Linked DNA regions of Mus musculus: region 2 is linked to region 1. Evidence: chromatin contacts called from public HiChIP or PLAC-seq data. All regions are on one chromosome and are shown on one strand. The core of a region is the stretch at or near the end of the contact, and the rest is flanking DNA. Distances in the headings are between cores, read along the strand shown. Region 1 has its middle 55 kb from the start of Gm13584. Region 2 overlaps Nek6 (NIMA (never in mitosis gene a)-related expressed kinase 6).

What was found. HiChIP or PLAC-seq counts read pairs in DNA pulled down with a chosen protein or histone mark.
Region 2: an H3K4me3 HiChIP or PLAC-seq map of embryonic forebrain shows a contact between it and region 1, with 4 times the contacts expected there. The contact joins two enhancer-like sites. A contact is called at or near these places in 7 of 39 promoter capture datasets (the 3T3-L1 cell line, the HPC-7 cell line, HPC-7-derived erythroid cells and 3 more), 4 of 15 datasets of contacts at CTCF or cohesin (CD8 T cells, large pre-B cells, pro-B cells and 1 more), 90 of 484 Hi-C or Micro-C datasets (the 3T3-L1 cell line, 3T3-L1-derived adipocytes, the 63-12 cell line and 58 more), 16 of 115 datasets of contacts at active chromatin or transcription factors (the 230-238 cell line, the HPC-7 cell line, bone marrow-derived dendritic cells and 10 more) and 1 of 9 other capture datasets (embryonic tail).

What each region holds. Positions count from the first base shown.
Region 1 is chr2:38,422,221-38,425,605 of GRCm38.p6, reverse strand. No RefSeq gene overlaps it. Among named protein-coding and RNA genes, the nearest start is that of Gm13584, 55 kb to the right of the region's middle. Within about 2 kb of position 1,550, at least 61 of the 459 cell types and tissues checked have an H3K27ac peak or open chromatin away from gene starts, as enhancers often do. A contact at or near this core is called in embryonic forebrain, where this site is marked.
Region 2 is chr2:38,577,477-38,580,861 of GRCm38.p6, reverse strand. The region is part of intron 8 of Nek6 (NIMA (never in mitosis gene a)-related expressed kinase 6); the gene reads right to left. Among named protein-coding and RNA genes, the nearest start is that of Gm35808, 46 kb to the right of the region's middle. Within about 2 kb of position 1,826, at least 40 of the 459 cell types and tissues checked have an H3K27ac peak or open chromatin away from gene starts, as enhancers often do. A contact at or near this core is called in embryonic forebrain, where this site is marked.

The sequences.
Region 1 (3,385 bases), core at 301-2,800:
AGAATCTGGGAGCCTCCCCTCATTTCCTGCAGTACACACTGATGTATTTGGAACAAAACAAGCTGAACTCTTAGGAGCAGTTCCCCTTGGAGGATGAAGAGCTTCTTCAGAGCCCAGGGGAGCCCAGGAGGAGTGACTTGTTGACCCAGGGCTACCTGGGCTCCAGAGGAGAAGCTTGGGAGGCGATAGCAGCTTCCTTTAAACTGCTGACATGAATCACCCCACAGAAAACACCTGCAAACGCTCTAAAGAGTTACACACATCCACATGGACACGTGCCCAAGTGTTCTTGTGTGCACATGTCAAGATGCTCATACGAAGCACAGGCACACACATGTGGGCACAAATACATGGATGTATGCACACGAATGTCAGGATGAATACAGGCTCATCAAAGATCGCAGTGCTCCCTGTGCATGCACACTCCCCAGACACTGTGCACTGGCTTGGTCAGGCCCAGCAGGAAGTGGAGGTCGCATTCAAGCGCAAGGTCAGGGCCAAGTGACCAGGGAGAGAGCAGGCTGAGAGAGCCAGAAGTCCATAATGAAGCCGGGGGTGGGGGGTTGGGGGTTGGGGTGGGGTTGGGGTAGTGGCTAGCAGTGGCTCAGGGCAGCCCTTGCACAGAACGACCAGAAGGCTGACAGATGTGCTCCTCAGAGCGAGCCTGGAGAAATACTGATCTACTGAGATGAGTTCGGATGTGCAGAATCACATAGTGCAGCCTGCAGAAGTGCCCAGCGCGCTCCTACCCGAGTGAGTGCATAGCGCACAGACCTATGCACACAGCCCCTCTGTGCCAGCCCGTACATACACGTACACGTACAAACACACAGAGAGACACAATAAGCTGGGCCTGAAGCGATGTGCTAAGCAGCCTGGCCAAGCCTGAGCTCCTTGATCCCCACCCCCCTCCGTCCCCTCCCCCACAGCCAGCCCAGAGCCCAGCTCCTGAGCTGAGTTCTTTGTTACTCTCACCAAAGACTAAATCCCAGTAGGACAATGGGCCGACAAGGCCAGCACAAATCACCATCCCCTGCTCTTCGAGGGCCCCAACTGCTTGAGTGACAGCTGAATCAGATCCGGATTGGGCGGGGCGCGGGGGGGGGGCGGGGAGAGAAGAGGAGGCTCTCCTTCAGGCAAGCCCCCAGCCGCAGAGCTGGGAGGTCTCCTTTGCAAACCCCTTCCCCCCACTTCCCACCCACTTTCCTAAGGCGTACGGGGCCTTCAAGGCCTGGCAGCTGGGTCTCAGACTCTCCATTCGCCCTTACTCCTTCCTCACTGGTACACCCCAGCGTCATTACATCTTACCTTCCTAACCACTGCCAGGGCCCTGGCCAGGCCTCCTCTTCTCTTTTCTGGTCTCTGCCAGGGACTGTTTCCCAGAAGCCAGATCCTCCCACCTGGAGGAACCTTTCTGGAGCGTGATTCAAATCAGTTTTTCTCCAGCTTAAGAACCTTCAGTGGTTCCCCAAACCCCCTCAGACAGTCTTGAGCTCCGCTACCCTCGCGAGGCACCATCTGACCACTGGCCCCATTCCCAGCTTCCCCTGGCTCAACCAGAACAGCGGTCCAATGCTAAATCTCCCAGGCTCCCGTGGGCCTCTGCTCTGCAGCTCTCTGCTGGGAACCTTTCCCCACTGCACTAGGGACTTTTCTGAGACTGTGAGGTAAGACCAGGTGTTTTCCTTCCAACCAGCCCATAGTGGGCCGTGTTTGTGTAAAATAAAATAAAAACGAGCTGCTAGAGCAAAAAGTGAATTTAGTACAACGATGCTCACCCACCTGAGACCAGTATAGCAGTTTTCTGTGGCCTTAACCCTTTCCTCACCACAGGAGCCAGCAATCACACTCAGAGATGTTTAACCAGAGGATGCAAGCAAAGCTGATGAAACATGTGTATGTTTGGTGTCTTCATAATTGTCCAAACTGTAAAGGACTTACATAGCCTTCATGGTGGGCAGACATATGGTGCTGTATCTACACACACTGTCTTAGCATGCCATGGCAAGAACTGCAGACATGCATGATGTGGCCACATCTCCAGTGCACTGTACCAAGTGAAACATCCCAGCAAAGCCCCAGGCCCACCTCTGTGGACCCTCCCCTCCCCTCTCCTCCCACCTCCTAGGGCACAGCACTGGGCCTTTCATTCTTGCTTGCCCAGCATCCCTAACCCAAAAATCTGAAGTCCAAAGTGCTCCCAAGTGGGGAAATGTTCACACTTGACTTCATGTGATATCTCACAGACAAAAGGCAGGTATGCCAAAAACATTCTGTAAAATTGCTTCCCCAAAGCTCCAAAGTATTTGGTCCAAAGCATTTCAGATAAAAGATGCTTACGCTTGTATGACGTCAGGGCTGGGGGTGGGACAGATACAGGTTGGTGGAGACAAGATGCAAAGTTGGGATGGGTGACTCATGGTAAGAAGCAAGAAGGATGTTTAGTGGGTGATGAGCACCCGTGCATGGATTTGCTAGGGGCTGCGTGACACCTCACGGTTAAACGCTAGTTCTCTGCTCTCCTCCCACTGGGTTACCGCTATTCTACTTCTGTCTATGATGTGACCATTGTAGGTTTCTTACCTGACTGAAGCCATACCATGCTGACCCTTTCGGGTCCAACTTCTTTCCTTTAACGAAGTGCTTTCAAAGGGTGTGCATAAGAATGACATGGCTTCACTCTTTTCCAAGGCTAAATGTTATCCCCTAAGCACACTGTGTGTATCCTGTCTGTCTATACTGGGACATCTGGATGGTTTCTACATCATGGATACTGCTGTGAACATTGGTGACAAACACAGCCCTGCTTCTTTAAAAATCAACAAACAAAAGAACGTCACCTGTCAATTTGCTAAACATTTACTCTCAGTTTCATTATCCATCTCTCTGGAGTGGCGCAGCAAGCCCTATCTTCACCTTCCCTGAACCTACAGAGTGGATTTCCTCTCCCTTTCAGGCATCCTCCCCAAGCCTTGGGCTATGTCACATCTGCATAGAATGTTCAGAATGCATCACTCCCAAACAGGAAGAATTCTGAGTGTTGTTTAACTGTAGCACTGGGTTGGGTGAGGCCAGAGAGGATGTACAGCTCAGGGCAAGCCCCTCACAGCTGATGAACCAGACAGGGTGAGGGGGCTTGAGCACCCCCGCAGCTGGTTCCAGGGCCATGTTCTCTGCTGTAGGATGTGTGCATATAGCCCGTGTCCTCTGGAGTGAGGGCAGGAGTCAGGGCTTGCCCCCTCTGCTGTCTTATGCTCCTAAGAGTTCTTCTGGCTCATACAGATGTCCACCCCCACTTCAAAGGCAGAGATATTCAGTCAAGAATAGCCAATTTCTGTGTACGTGTGTCCGCACCTGAGACAGATACACAGATAGACCATGATGA
Region 2 (3,385 bases), core at 577-3,076, 150 kb before region 1:
ATGGGTATGTGTGACCTGGGAGAGGGACTGACTGACCCGCAGCAGGCCAATCTGTTGGGTCTTCACAAATGCGGCCCTTTACAACTAACTCTAAATGTCTCAGAAAAATGGGGCAAGGGGTGATCCATCGTCTATTCTTTCTCTCCAGCACCTTCCCCTCATCATCCCAGAGAGCTGCTGTGCACAGGGTTAGCAGTGAGTCGTCCCTGCTACCGGAGCTTCTCCATTCTAAGCTGCAGGTTCTATCAGAAGCCATGTCCAAACTACTCACCGTCCAGCTGCTGGCCGTGGGCCTGCCATCCTGATAAGGACAGCAGGCTGTGAAGTAACTTGAGGGCCTACTGACGACATGGGGATTATAACGATTACCCAGGATGGCAAGATCTACTCAGACCGGTGGCCAGCCAGCCCCAGGAAGGTTGGAGCAAAGGGCTTGCTGTTGGGGGACAGATCCCTGCTACCTCCAGACCACCAGAGTCATGGCTCTCTTCATATGTTTAAGTATGTGTCTGTGTCTCAAACAACCTAAGGTTTCCTTCCTAAGGAAGGAAACCTGACTTAAGAAAAGGATCTCTTTTGTCTGTCACCCATCTTCTCCCAAATACAGCCTGTAGTGAAGCGTGACCAGGAGAGTATGTGTGGCCCAGTTCTCAGGGGTAGGGGGGTAGGCTTTCTGGGCCATTCTACTGTTTAAGCCAGAATTCCAAAGCAGCTTTCTCCAGCCCACTGGCTTGCTGGGTTTCCGTCCCCACTGCAAGGGGCTGGTACCAAGTGAGCCTTCAGCTTCATTGGCCACTCCACCTCCTCCACAGGGAAAGTGCACAGGGGCTTCAGCCAGTCCTCGGGGTTCAAGAAAGGATGTCAAGGGGATTATTTCTGATCTTACACACTTCCTGCCCCAGATCATGTTGGCATGGCGTATGTTCCACGGGGTCCACATGAATTCTCAATGGTTTAAGTTAAGCAGGAAGCAGAAAAGGCAGTGGTGGGGGGAGGAGAGAGTTTTGTCCTAGCTCTTTAAGCTGATATCAGGAGAAGACACCACAGGTGGTCTCAGGGAGGTGGCAGCCATGACTGCAGGACACCTCTTGCCAATTACCCAGTGCTGGGCCCAGATGAGGCCCCTCCTTGTCTGCTGGGAAAATATACACTTCTTTCCCTGATGCACTGCAGGGGTGCAGAGGGGTGCCAGTTTCAACAGAGCCCACTGTCACCCTTGAGGGCAGCCCATGAATGGCCATGGCTGCCTTTTGTCCTGTCCTTGTGGGCGAATATTCCTAGAGGACTGATTGATTTATTTGGCTTCCCACTGCCTTTTGCTCCTGCATAGCTACAAGGCACTCAGCGACACACTGCCAACAACTAGATCAACTGACTAAGCTGAGCCCTGCCGCCACGCTGGAAGCCACCTCCTCAGGTATGTGTGTAGGACTTAGAACAGCCTGCTTGGCTGGGAATCCATCGAGGCTATGGTCGTGGGCTTGGTGCAGACCAAGACTGGGCTGCGTTTGCCACTAAGGAGCTGTAACAAAGGCTTGGACAGGGACCAGGGCTGGCAGGAACAGAGGGAGCCAGCTGTCATCTTCCATCGGCCCTGGGGGATGCACAGAGCTCTTCTCTCAGGCAGACTGGCCTGTATTTGTTTATGTTTAGAGACACTTGTGACTTTAAGGGGACAGGAAGCAGTTTCTGAAAATACACAACAGAGGATGAAGAAAGAAAATGATAAGCCATCTGGACTAGGGACAGTATACATGAGAATAGGTCAAAGGGGACTCCCTCCATAAGGACCCAAGCTGAGCAGTGCTGAGACCTCCTGTTGGCCAAAGCAAAAAGGGAAATGTGTCAAGCTGTTGGGCTTCTAAAGCCTGGCAGCAAATGCCAGCTGCACAGCTCAGCTGGTTGATGGGTTCACAGAGAGGCCGGAGTGTCTGGAGCTGGGTGCCTCCATCGCAGGGCCTCATGTACTTCCCTCTCCAAGGCAGGGAGACTCCATCCCACACAAGGGGCTGACTTGCCCAGGCTGGGCTCTTGCCGGGCCCAGCATCTCTCCCCCAACGCCTGAGAGTTCTGTGGACATGCTCACAAACATGAAGTCAAAATTGCTTATTCTTGCTGACCTTACACATTAAGAGTATTTGGAAGCTCCTGAACAGCTGTCCCCTCACCCCAGCACCTGGCACGCATGGGCGATGCTCTCAGAGGAGTCTCTGAATCCATCTGATCTCCTGCCCTAGCCAGGTGTTCACTAAGACTATTCCTGAAACTGAAGCCCAGAGTATCAAAAAGGCTCGACCGGCCCCACTGTTGACTGCTCTGGCCTGAAAGGCCCATAGGCCTTCCCGACACTGGGCTACCAAGCCCCAGGAGGTGGCCCACCCAACCAGTCTACAAGGACATTCTAGGCAGCCCTTTCCAGCCAGGCATTTAAAATGCCTCATTTTCAGCGGGGGCACAGCTCGGCAGTAACGCTTCTCTGTCCTACCAGGCCTTGGCTCCACACCGTCCCCTGCAGACGAGAAAAATGCAGTGCCTGCCCTAAAGGATCTCAAGCTCCTGGCTCAAAAAGAAAGGCAAGGAACTCTGCACCTTGTAAAGAGATTTTGAGTTTTGACCTTCAGGTTGACTAGTCCAAGCTAGACCCATCCCCCCACATCAGCTCCAGGGAAGCAAAAGACAGATGGGGTTCCAGTGCTAACCCTAAATCGATCACCTGTCTGCCAACCTGCATATTAGGATTCAAATGTTGTGGGGAGATGCCCAGTGTTCAGTGGAGTCTCTTGGGGATGCCCAGTAGTGGGTCCTAGGTGCAGCCACCAACATAGAGACATCAGATGGCCCAAGCTTCACCCCCTTCCTGGTGGCCTGTGCTCCCCAGACCCATTCCCAGGAACCCCCGACCCTCCCACCAGGGCTGAGATGGGTAGAGCTTATGCTTCTTATGTTCTCATTCTGAGCATACTAAGATTCAACAGTCCTGTCCCTGGCTCCAGGCTAACTACCAGATCTGGAAACAGCCATGGATGGCCGCATTCTACAACTAGGGAGGCAAAGGGTCTGCAGTGAGACCCACATTGTGGATCTGAAAAAAACAAAACTAAACAAACAAAAAAAAAAAAACAGGGCACCTCCTTAGGGGAGTAACACAGGGGCATGAGCTAAGAAGCCTCGGTCCATACCCATTCCTAGTGCCTGTGTGGAACCTATTTACCGATGAACAATATACAAATGTGGTTACCAAAGAAACCAGGGAAGAGCAATGCTCCACTGTTCCATCCTGCTCTTAGAGCCCAGAAGTACAGCTTACTCCAACCACCCTTCCAGCAACCACTGCCTGGACGACATTACTAATGCCATGTCTGCTGAGGGGTGAAGGGCTGGTCCC